2 separate regions of the Mus musculus genome follow, and region 1 is linked to region 2. A link is a contact called in public HiChIP or PLAC-seq data. All regions are on one chromosome and are shown on one strand. The core of a region is the stretch at or near the end of the contact, and the rest is flanking DNA. Distances in the headings are between cores, read along the strand shown.

Region 1 (5,807 bases), core at 3,102-5,601, 67 kb after region 2:
TCTGGCCTTGGGAGCTGCACTCATGTGCACACACATGCTCAAAGGCACATACACATTTTTTTTTAAACATAAACCTTAAAGGACCGTGAACTTCTTCATTCCTTTCTCCTCGCTTTTGGCTTTCTTCTCTGCAACTGGTTTGAGCACTCGGTTGGGAGTAAGTCTCGGTATCTATTATCACCTGCAAATTCCTGAGGCCTCGCCTTGGTGTATGCACAATTGTGTTTGCTTGGGGATTTGGAGAAAGAACCCGCAGCACAAACCCCAGGGAACAAGGCCGTGCTGCCCCGAGGGTGCAGAGAAAAAAAAAAAAAGTTGGCGTTGAGGCATCGCTGCAGTGGGAAGGGCAGGCTGCTGGCGAGGAGGTTGGGGCTGGCCTTTCTGGGGCCAGCCACCCCTGGGCGTGGCGCGGGGACTGGGCGCGCGGAAACCGCCTGCGCCACCACCACCACCGAGAGCCCCCCCCCCCCCTCACATTCCTAGAGCGGCCACCAACAGCCAGGTGGGCGCCGGCCTCCGAGGCCCTCTCGGTGCTGGCCGCCAGGGGGCAGCACAACGGCCAGCACAGCCCGACGTGGTGGGGGCCTGCAGGAGCTTAGGTAGTGTGCCAGGCCTATGGAGGCCAGGGAGAAGATGCTGGGAGGAAGGACATTTGGAATTTACACCATTAAAATTGGTTTAAAGGTATAAACAATGATCTATTTACATTTATTGAAAATATAAATATAGAACCCAAAAAATACTGTTCGGGGATTAGAAAATAGGATGGCTTTTTGGAGCCTTGGCTCGTTGTCTCACTGCCACACACGTGTTTGGGATTTGAGAGGTTTCTTTAAAAGTCCTTGGGGCAGAAGAGATGGGCCATTCTGGGGGTTCTCTGGGCGTCTGAAGGGCTTGCCCCCTCTGGAAGGGGTTAGATGATGGGGTAGGGAGATCTTTCCCAAGGTCAGAGCTTCTAATCGTGCCAGAGAGAGTGGCCAGACAGCTAAGCCAGGCATCTGAAACCAGAGTCCCAAAGCCTGGCTTATTCCGGATTCCAGCAGTTTATGCTCAGTTCGAAAGGTGGAGTGGGGTCCTTGGTACCGGGAGGCACACCACACCATCTTCCTTAGGTCTCGCTTTCAGCCTGCCTGTCTTTGGATTCCTCATGAGACCTCTACGTACCTTTCTCTCACATAGCAGGCACCCATTTGGAGGGTTTGGCAGGGGCCTGGAGACGCTACCGAGTACGTGGGCTAAATATGAGAGGCATTACTGGAGTGAATGCATACTAAAAGATAGTATCGTTTAAAAGTTTTAGATTTTTTGTTTGTTTATTGAGGCAGACTTTTGCTATAGCCCTGGCTGGCCTCTGTAGAGCACATGCTGGCCTCAGCCTCCTGAACACTGACATTGCTGTGCCCCCACACAGGGCACTGGTTTGGGATTGTCTATAATTAAGAAAGTATTTCTGATTGGGAAGGTGGTGTTGCATGGTGGTCTTGAGAGCTTGGGAGGAAGAGGCAGGGTTCTGTAAGTTTGAAGCTAGCCTAGTCTTCTTCATAGCAAGTTCCAGACCAGTCAGGGCTACCTAGTTCCATCCTGTTTAAAAAAACCAAAAATCTGTTCCCACGAGGCCAAGTTTTTATCATTGTTGACATGTAACATATTTATCCATGAGATTGATAAGCCTGGGTGTCAGACTCCAGAGCAAGTACAAAGTAAGTAAAAGCTGTCCCCATCTGTAGGGAAATCAAACGCATGATGGCCACTAAGTGCTACCCCTAGGAGGTACCTGTAATCCCAGGGCAGTATAGCCTCTCCAGGATGCTTACAAGGTATGAGGCAAGGTCCCCGATTCTTCCCTGGAAAAGGCAGTGGGAGCATGTGCTGAAATTATAATGGATCCTTTAAGGACATCTGTGCTGTCATTTCCAAAGCCTTCCAGGAATTCCTGGTGAGTTTTGGCTTCTGAGATTTTCCTGGTGAGTTTATGGGGACTTATCATCTTCTGATAGGAATATCTGCCAAGCATGTGAAACCTGAAAGGAAATTAAAGTTAAGAAACTTCGCTCCATCCAGGAATGAGGTAACTATGGCAAGTGTCACTGAATAAATTAGACATCCAGAGCTTGGTTTGAGACTGGGAAATGTTAAGAGTCACAGGTGCTTGGTCAGAACCTTAGATTTAAAGCAAGCTTCTCTCTTGGTAGTCCAGAAGGCCAGGCAGACAGTGGCCAGCAGGAAGGATGCGCTACTATTTAAATGGTTCCATTTAAACAAGGGACTTAGAGGCTGCAAACAAAAGTTTGGAACACTGACAAAGTGCAGAAAAACTGAGCTGCAGATTTGGCCCATCTTCATATAGTTGATAAAGCTTTGTGTCTTGAATTTGGTTGTTCCAGCCCTTGGGAGATGAGGCAGACGGTCATCCTTCCATCCACAGTGAGCTCTCCACAAACCTGCGCTCCATGAGGCCGTCTTTAAAAGGGAGAGGGGCAGCAGGCTCTTCCTAGTGACACACTTCATGTCGACATCACAGGTCTGAAAATGGCTACAAGTCCTCATGCCAGATGGTAGCTAATGCATATTTCTTCTGTCATGATTAGGAATGAAATTGATCAGCAGGAAAATAAGTTGTTTGTTCACTTAAAAGTTTCCTCAGGCCAGGCGTGGTGGTGCATGCCTTTAATCCCAGCACTTGGGAGGCAGAGGCAGGCAGATTTCTGAGTTCGAGGCCAGCCTGGTCTACAGAGTGAGTGCCAGGACAGCCAGGGCTACACAGAGAAATCCTGTCTCGAAAAACAAAAAACAAAAAGTTTCCTCAGTAAGGAAAACCTACTTGATCCTGTCACAGACACACTTGGCACACAGGAACCATCAGAGATATTGAATGGTGGCAAAATGAGAAGAACACTTTCTTAGCATAAGACTCTGGGTCTGACCCCTGTCCTTAGGATTTAGAATTTATAAACATATATGTGCAGAAAATTAGATCATGGAATCCTGTAATTTTAAATTAACCTTTCATGGAAAAATCAATGCCATAGTTCCAGAGTTATTTGTGTGTGTGTATGTACCATGGTGGAGGACAGAGGACAGCCCTTTAGAACAGGATTTTCTGTACTTCCACTATGGAATCTGGGAGTTGGAGTTTGTTTGTCAAACTTCCTACTGAGACATGCCGACTAGTTCCACCCCGTTTGCTTTTTTTTGAAATTAGTTTTGGAAGTTGTCTGGATTTAGTCAATTTTAATTCTTTGTGAGCATAGTTTTCGTAGTTGTAAATAAAGGACAGGTTGCGTGTTGGTCTTAAAGTGATTCTGACCCAGGCCTGGTGGCATCTGTAATCCTAGTTACGCTGGAGGCTGTCAGGAAGAGCATAAGTTCCAAGTTGTTCCTATTCATGTTTGGAGGGATGTAGCACTGTCCTGCAGCAGGCAGAGTGTGTGGCACTTTACTAGGTGGTGTCTTCTTATAGGAATCTCCTTCCTGCAACTGCTGCTGTGATCCCTGCACAAAGGGCCTCTAAGGTGACAACCTCAGACAGAACCTCTCACTCACCTCAGTGTACAGTGTAGCTCACATCACCACGGCCATTATTGTGCCAAACATGCAAACTGGCCGTCTTCTCAGAGTCCTCTTCCAATGAGTGGGCAGCACCTACTCGATCTTGGTTAGGGAAAAGGTACTGACTGTCCCAATGCTGTGACAGGGTTGGAAGATGTCCAGGTTTACCTGAGGTGCCCACGAGGGTCAGAGCTGCAGTTCTGCCTTCTTTTATTAAATACCATCTGTACTGAAATGGGGAGGCATGACAGCAAATTCTTTGGGGCCACACTTCAGTTAAATTTTGGCCATGTGAATTTGATGGCTTAACTTCATCTTGTAAAAGGGACAGGGGTAACAATTTCATAGCTTTTTATGGGATAAAACAGAAGCCTTTGCCTTGTATAATACCTGGTAATGATAAGAGTCAGCTAGCTATACGTCATTATCGTTATCCTTGATAAAATCCTGAGTGATGATTTCAGACCAGAAGTTTTTATGTAAGACCACTGTCAGTAGTATTAAGTTAAATTCTTTTTCTTCCTTCTTTCCTTCCTTCCTTTTTTCATTTTTCATTTTTGATTCTCTGAGCCTGCGTCTGTCTATTCTTTGTCAGACATAGAAGAGTTAGATTGTATGTGTTTACTACATTTCAAGGAACCCAACGAGAAGTGATCAATTCAAGATTGATTTTGAAGAAATTTTAATTTAAAGGTTCCCACTATGAGAAGAAGTAAGATGATTCTGAAGCCAAATCATTTCCCAGAAGGCTGATGCAGAGGCCTGGGCCTGACTCAGCGTTGCCCTGGCAACAGGAGAGCCTACAGTGCCTCAGTCCCTGATCCCTTAATCTGCAGAGCTGCCACAGGGCACAGCAAGAAAGGTCTCCCCTAGGCACCTGGCTGTTGAAAACTGCTCTCAGTAAGAAGAGAGGAGGAAAATAGAAGATATGGCCTTTTTTGTCAATGACACCTGGGTAAAGAGTTCTCCCTGAAGGCCTGGGCTTCTCTAGATCTCAAAGGTTCACTTTAGAGAATGGCTCCCAGCTTCCTGGCACTGCCAAGGCAGTTCGCTTCTCATATTTTTGTTCAACTATAGAGCCTAGAACATAGTAAGTTCTATGAGGCTGTACAACCAAGCACCCTTAAAGGTTCTAAACCCAAGCCCTGCTCCCCCTCCCCCTCCCCAGGAGCCTCTCAGATGACCGAGAGAATAACCCCTTGGCTGCTTACTTCATGTCTCCTTCTAGGAAGTGCTGTCCTGACGTTTTGACTCAGAGTTTTCTGGACCTCCCATGCTCACTTCCATCCTCAGGACACTCATCGTCCAGACACACACACAGCCCTTCCCTAACTTCATTTTCTGTTAAAAAAAAAATCTGGGGTAATGGAGATAGTTAACAGACATACTGCCTTTCTCTTTCCAACAACCTCCAAATCCCAGGAAAAGAACATTGTGGGTTCAGGGGCTTAATACTTGAGTTCAAATCTGGACTGTAACTAGGCACACATGGTTCAGGTCTTTAATTCCAAACCTGGAAGGCAGAGGCTGGTGGATATCTATCAGTTCCAGGCCACTATGGTCTACATACCAAGTTCCAGACCAGCTAGAGCCATATAGTGATACTATGGCAAGCAAAAACCAAACTAAACCAAACCAAACCAAAACCAAAACAAACAAAAAATTGTCATGAGTTTGAGGCTAGCCTGAGTGAGATTAAGATCCTGTTTCAAAACACTAAAATCCGAAAAGTAAACAAAAATCTTGTTTAAAATTTCCTTCTGTGTGACTTTGGGCTACATAAGCTCTCTATGCCTCAAATTCTTCACTTAAAGTAGATGTGGGCTGGAGAGATAGCTCAGTGGTTATAACCATTGCCTATTTTTCTATAGGGCCTAGGTTTGATTCCCAAAACCTTCAGTACTCTAGTCCTAGGTGATCCACACGAGAGTGCTCATGTGGTACACACACATATATCCTGGTGAAACAGCCTTACAATAGAGATAAAGGAAAAAAAGTTAAGTGGCTATAATGGCACATAGTTTAGGAGTCACATGCAGGTCTTCAAGATAAGAAGTACCCAGTTTGCCAGGCAGTGGTGGCGCACGCCTTTAATCCCAGCACTTGGGAGGCAGAGGCAGGCAGATTTCTGAGTTCGAGGCCAGTCTGGTCTACAGAGTGAGTTCCAGGACAGCCAGGGGTACACAGAGAAACCCTGTCTCAAAAACAAACAAAAAACCCAAACAAAAAAGCACCCACTTTCTCTCTCTGGCCTCTAT
Region 2 (5,428 bases), core at 2,624-5,123:
GGTGTTCCATCCAACCAGTATAAACTCAAGCTGTATGCATGAAATTTGTGAGATGAGACCTGGGGCGGGAGGAGAATGCCTCCACCCATTGAAAAACTGGGACTCTGTTCTGGGACCTTCCCTAACCTTCTGTTATTTTGAGACTGATGAAGGTGACAGATGTAGAGGGGCGGCCTGGGCCTACATGGGATTGGCAATGTGGCCTTTATAGCTCTATTCTCATCTCAGAAGCCCTCCAGATGGAGCCTGAGGATCTGTTCTTCCTGCCAGACCCTTGAGTATGTCTAGGGCTTGCTGAGGAAATGGCCATACTCCGTGATACTTGTGTCAAGAATGGCGCTCATCAGATTTTTCCCTCTCACAGGGATTCCAGCAAGCACCAGCCCTTTATCACTTAAACAGGAGGAAGAATCTGCAGAGGGAGGAGAGTTGCCACCCTCCCCTTCCACAGATAGCCTGCTTTCTGTGGAGCCAGGTGAGTGAAAAGAGAAAACACTAGTGACTGTGCCAGAGCCTCATCGAAGCTCAGAGGGCCTTTGGTAGTAACAGTCAGCCCGTGGTCAACTGGCCTGAATGGAAAATTACTGCTTGAAGACATGCTGCAGATAGAAGACTCTATCTGCTAGTGATAGAAAGGCTGTTCATATATGATCTGCTCCAGTCCTACGGTAACCCTGTGAGGTGGCCTACCGAGATTCACAGCCTCAGGCATCTTGCAGTTTGCATGTTGACCTAGACTTTCAGTGTAGGTCCTTCACCTGGATTCTGGTTTGTTTGGTTTTTTTTGTTTTTGTTTTGTTTTGTTTTTCAGTTTTTCGAGTTTTTCGAGACAGACTTTCTCTGTGTAGCCCTGGCTGTCCTGGAACTCACTCTGTAAACCAGGCTGGCCTCAAACTCAGAAATCCACCTGCCTCTGCCTCCCAAGTGCTGGGAGTAAAGGCATGCGCCACTGCTGCCTGGCTAATTCTATATTTTTTTTTGATAGGGCTCAATGCCAAGACCTTCTATTTTCTGTCTCTGGGGACCACTATCCTCACCTCAGCCTGTGCTTTTCATGGCTCTGTCCCTGCAGTTATTACACTATCACAGTTACACTCTTGCATCAGGTGAGACCTTCACTGAGACCCCACAGGAATCATAGGCTGATTGGGCAGCACACACCTTGGTGGATTTGTTTGGGATGAGTGACATACAGGCAAGTCACTCCCCTCCCTCATCTAGGCCACAGCCTCCCCTCACCCCTTTTTTTGAGGTGGGGTATATGTAGCTGGCTGGCTTTAAACTCACTATGTAACTAAGGCTTGTCTTAAATTTGTGGCAGTTCTCCCATCTCACTTCCTGAGTGCTAGGATCATAGCTACATGTGACACACAAAGCCTCTTAATTTTGGTCTGGAAGCAGTTGGCACTCATGGGCTCCTGATCCTTTTTAGATTGTGACTATTCTCATTATAACATTTAGGATCTTGCCATCTGTCTCAGAATGAACTCATGGACCTAGATGAGGGAGGGGAGTGACTTGCCTGTATGTCACCCATCCCAAACAAATCCACCAAGGTGTGTGCTGCAGGACTCTATGCAGGGTCCCTGGCCCCTGGCTTTTGCAGCTTGCTTCCTTCTCTGGTGTTCTTAGCTCAGCTTCCAGGAATGAGGCATAAGACAGCAAGCAAAGTTGAACAATACATGAGACACTCCTGCCCCGTGGTGTCTATGACTAGGACCCCTGGCCTGATCTAATGGCACTCACAAAGACTGGGGAAGGGAGGGGAGGCCTGAACCTGGAGTAAGGCCTGGATCGAATGGCAGGGGAAGCCATGAGGTCCCCTTGGAACCAGCAATGATTCCTATGACCATCAAGACAGAAGCCCCATCTGAGGATCAACCTGAGCAGAACCTTCTGCAGTCCTGCAGCCAGTCCGTATTTAGAGTCCACAGAAGGACCAGGATTAAGACCAGGGGCCACAGATGGCATCACACGGATTGGGGAACCTCAGGCAGCAGAGGATATGGGAGAGCCACCCTGTATCCTTCCTCAGCCACAGAAGCAGGCATTCCTGTGCCCTGACTGTGGGCAGAGCTTCTGCTTGAAGATTAATCTGACAATCCATTAGCAGACCCATGTAGAAAAGAAACACAAGGAGGCTTGGAGTGGCTTGCCTATTAGGTCAGGGAAAAGCCACTCCACACTGGAACCAGAGAAAGTGGTGGTGCCAGGCCCTGTCATCCACTGGCCACCTGAGGAGCCCACAAGCCACCGGTCTCCAACAAGCCATGCCTTCATGAGACAAAGGCCAGCAACTACAGTTTACCACTGTAGTGAATGTCTTCACTCCTTTCAGCAACAGAAGAGCCTGGTATTACACCAGCATCAGCACACAGGCAAGAGGCAGAGCTGGCCTGCCTGTCCCTACTGTGGCAAGGCCTCCCGCCGGCCCTCAGACCTCTTTTGTCACCAGTGTATCCATACTGGTGAGCGTTCCTATCAGTGCCCCCAGTGTGGCAAGGAGCCACCACCTGGCTGTCCACATGCAGACTCATTCCTGAGGCTAAACAATCCTGCATTTCCTCTTGCTTTCTGTCCTCCAGGGAAGTCCAGCCCTGCAAGGGCCCAGCTCTGAACAGGACAGGACCTGCACTGTCTCAGGGCCTTTCCCTTGTGCCTGCCAAGTGGTGGAAGTTCCTTCACTTTCCAGCTGAGTTGGTACTTTAGGGGCCCTTCAAAAGCACAAGCTCCAGACCAGGAATTTGAGGTGATAGTGTCATGCCTCAAAGTCATGAGAGCGGGTGCTTCATGTGCCTCTTTGTCACAGCACCTTGGGGACAGCCTTGTGGAGCTTCTGGAGCTGGGTGATGGATTCCAATTCTGATAGTTTGCTCTCTTGTTTGGCACTCAGACACCAGAGCACATGAAGGCTCCCAGGTGCCTTCATCCCTGGCTGTGCTATTGCTAAAGTCCTGCAGACTCTGTAGCCACTCAGAAGTCCTGCACAGACGAGGCAGAGGGTGACACTGCCGTCATTCCCAGGGTAGGGGTATGACTGGCAAGACTGTGGCATGCAGCCATGGTTCTGGACGTTACTTGCCTGCACACCCAACCGTTGTTTAGGCCCTGCAAGCAAGACAGCAGTTGTCAGTAAGCGCTCAGACTGAACGTGGACAGTATAGCTGCCCCAAACTTAATCCTCCGCTGCAAGCACTCATGTTGCTGTTCTGGGGGTTCCTAGGCCTCTCTTCTAATGCTTTAGATGTTCTCTGGAAAACAAGTATTCATATTTGAAGCACAAATCCAAGTGCTGGGGTGGGGGAAGAGGCGCTGTATAATCCTGGCTCGCCTTGGGCTTGCAGTGAATTTTTTTCCCCTACCTCTATCTACCTACTAGGATTTCCTTGCTTGTGCCATTATGCACAACTGGGCTTACTGCATTTAACCTGAAATTCAATAGGACAGGTTAAAGAGTATTTTGAGTTAAGAATGAACAAAGGCTGCATGGTTGCCTGAGCTCAAAGACGTTGGATCCCAGATTCTGATGACTTATTTTGTAAAACAAAGATATGGTTGGGTTGGTTACAAGGCCCTAAGAACCATGGAGGTGGAAATATTAACTTAATCGGTGCTCTATAAATACACTGGAAAATGTAGCTGCGTGTTTGTGGCCTAGTTTGTTCTGGGGAGTCTCAACATGTGACCCTAGTGGTTGGCGTGGCTCTACAGCTCAAAGGTGAACGGAGCTCAACACCTAGTGCTCACACCTGCGGGGCTGAGACGAAACGCTAGCGAACGCTATGCAGCTTGTGCTCCCAGCTAGCCAATAGAGTCTGGCTTCTCTACCGTCAGGGGCGGAACCTCCAGGGCTAGCCAATGGGGAGCCGCCTTGTGGAGGGTGTGGCCTGCGTTTCTGCCGCGGGAGCAGCGAGGACGTCTAGGTCTCAAACTGCCAACTGCGTCCAAGACGACCATCCTGATTCTGTATCGTGAGGCCAGGAAGGGCCGCCTGTAGGGGACACAGCGGCTACAACAAGACGAAGCAGAATCGCGCGCAGCCATGACTGAGGCGGCCGCTGCACCGGTAAGGGTGGCCCTTACCGATCATGTGGGGGATGTGAAGCGGTTCCTGAATTCGCCGGGAGGACATCTTACCACCTCCTAAAATTGGGTAGAGCTCAGCCAGGTAGTCAGGGAGGAGGACTAGGAGGTCTGTTGCCACATGATTAAGTCCTTGTCTCCTTTGCCACGGGTTTGATCATTTGTAATATACGGCCGTTGAGCTTCACCAGGAAATATCTGGGCCCGGTGCACCGGCTGCGGTCGTTTTTACTCCACGACTCCTTTTTTCCAGGACCTCTTTGCTCCATCTCGCAAGTATTAGCCATCTCCGATCAAATCCCGAGCTAAGGCCCCCTCCAGTTAGCCCTCTTGGTCCTGGGACCTAGAATCTAGCTCCTGCCTAGGAGGGAGGGTTCCACGGCCTTTCGGGCCTGAATTCGATTCTATTAAGAGTAGATACATACTTCCTCGCTTGTTGTTTTTTGATGAACACCGGGAAGACTTTCCTACTGCAACTAGTTAGGGAATCAGTGTTATAGAAAACGTTGGGTAGGCGTGTTTTAGGTTCAGGTGAGTGAACTACTGAGATGAGATTTACAGTCCCTGAAGGTAGGAGGCATCTCCTGCTAGCAATAGCTTTGCAGTGACTTCAAAGACATTTCTTGGTGTTAGATTTGTGGCAAAGGATCCCAGAGAGACGAAGATATTTGACCTTTATGTGTGAAGACTGCCTCCTCCCAACCACATTTTGTTGTATGGGTCAGTGGTCACAGACCTCAGGATGGAGTGAGGAAGAGAGAAGTTTCTAGTGACAAGTATCTTACTGTGTGGGACACTTTGCTGTGTCTTTTTTATGGAAGATATCTTGGGGGAAGTTTAATGTCACAAAATTGTATTCGTTACAGTCTTTGGTTTAGAACATATAACACATTCTGACCAATAGTCAGGAACCTTCATGTTTATTGGTAATACAATATATAATAAATGTCATACACCCTGAGTGCTTTTTCTGTTTGACCACCTTAGAGATAGAGGGAAGTTCCAGGATTTATCTGTAGTCCCCACAGCTCCGCATTTTATTTACAGTTATGCATGGTGACATTACCCCCCTTCTTTTGACTAAGATGCTGGCTTTCAGCTTTCTCTGCCACTGCCTACTGGCATCTAAGATCTAGCTTCCAGTAAAGTGACTGTTCAGGGCACTGTAGTGACTGTTCGGGGCTGTTTGTTGAGGTGTCTCAGTCACAGAGACCTAGTGTCCAACTTGAAACAAGCTGAGGTTACCTGAGAGGAATGAATCTCAATTGAGAAAATGCTTCCATAAGATCTAGCTGTATGGCAAGCTCGTAGGGCATTCTCTTAATTAGTATTTGGTGTGAGAGAA

Evidence for each region. HiChIP or PLAC-seq counts read pairs in DNA pulled down with a chosen protein or histone mark.
Region 1: a contact with region 2 is called in an H3K4me3 HiChIP or PLAC-seq map of bone marrow-derived macrophages, with 2.7 times the contacts expected there. The contact joins the enhancer-like site here to the promoter of Zfp956 in region 2. A contact is called at or near these places in 2 of 39 promoter capture datasets (hippocampal neurons and pre-B cells), 6 of 484 Hi-C or Micro-C datasets (the G1E-ER4 cell line, Th1 cells, granulocyte-monocyte progenitors and 2 more), 4 of 115 datasets of contacts at active chromatin or transcription factors (the SCID.adh cell line, bone marrow-derived macrophages and embryonic stem cells) and 3 of 9 other capture datasets (adipose tissue, liver and pancreatic islet).

The regions. Positions count from the first base shown.
Region 1 is chr6:48,015,865-48,021,671 of GRCm38.p6, forward strand. It overlaps a transcript of Zfp777 not described here. Among named protein-coding and RNA genes, the nearest start is that of Zfp777, 29 kb to the right of the region's middle. Within about 2 kb of position 4,352, at least 29 of the 459 cell types and tissues checked have an H3K27ac peak or open chromatin away from gene starts, as enhancers often do. A contact at or near this core is called in bone marrow-derived macrophages, where this site is marked.
Region 2 is chr6:47,949,517-47,954,944 of GRCm38.p6, forward strand. Zfp956 (zinc finger protein 956) reads left to right here and starts at 3,874. Exons shown (of 5, transcript NM_178898.4): 1 at 3,874-4,066. The coding sequence starts at 4,043. It overlaps Zfp783 (zinc finger protein 783), which reads left to right. Exons shown (of 6, transcript NR_027963.1): 5 at 365-475; 6 at 1,462-5,033.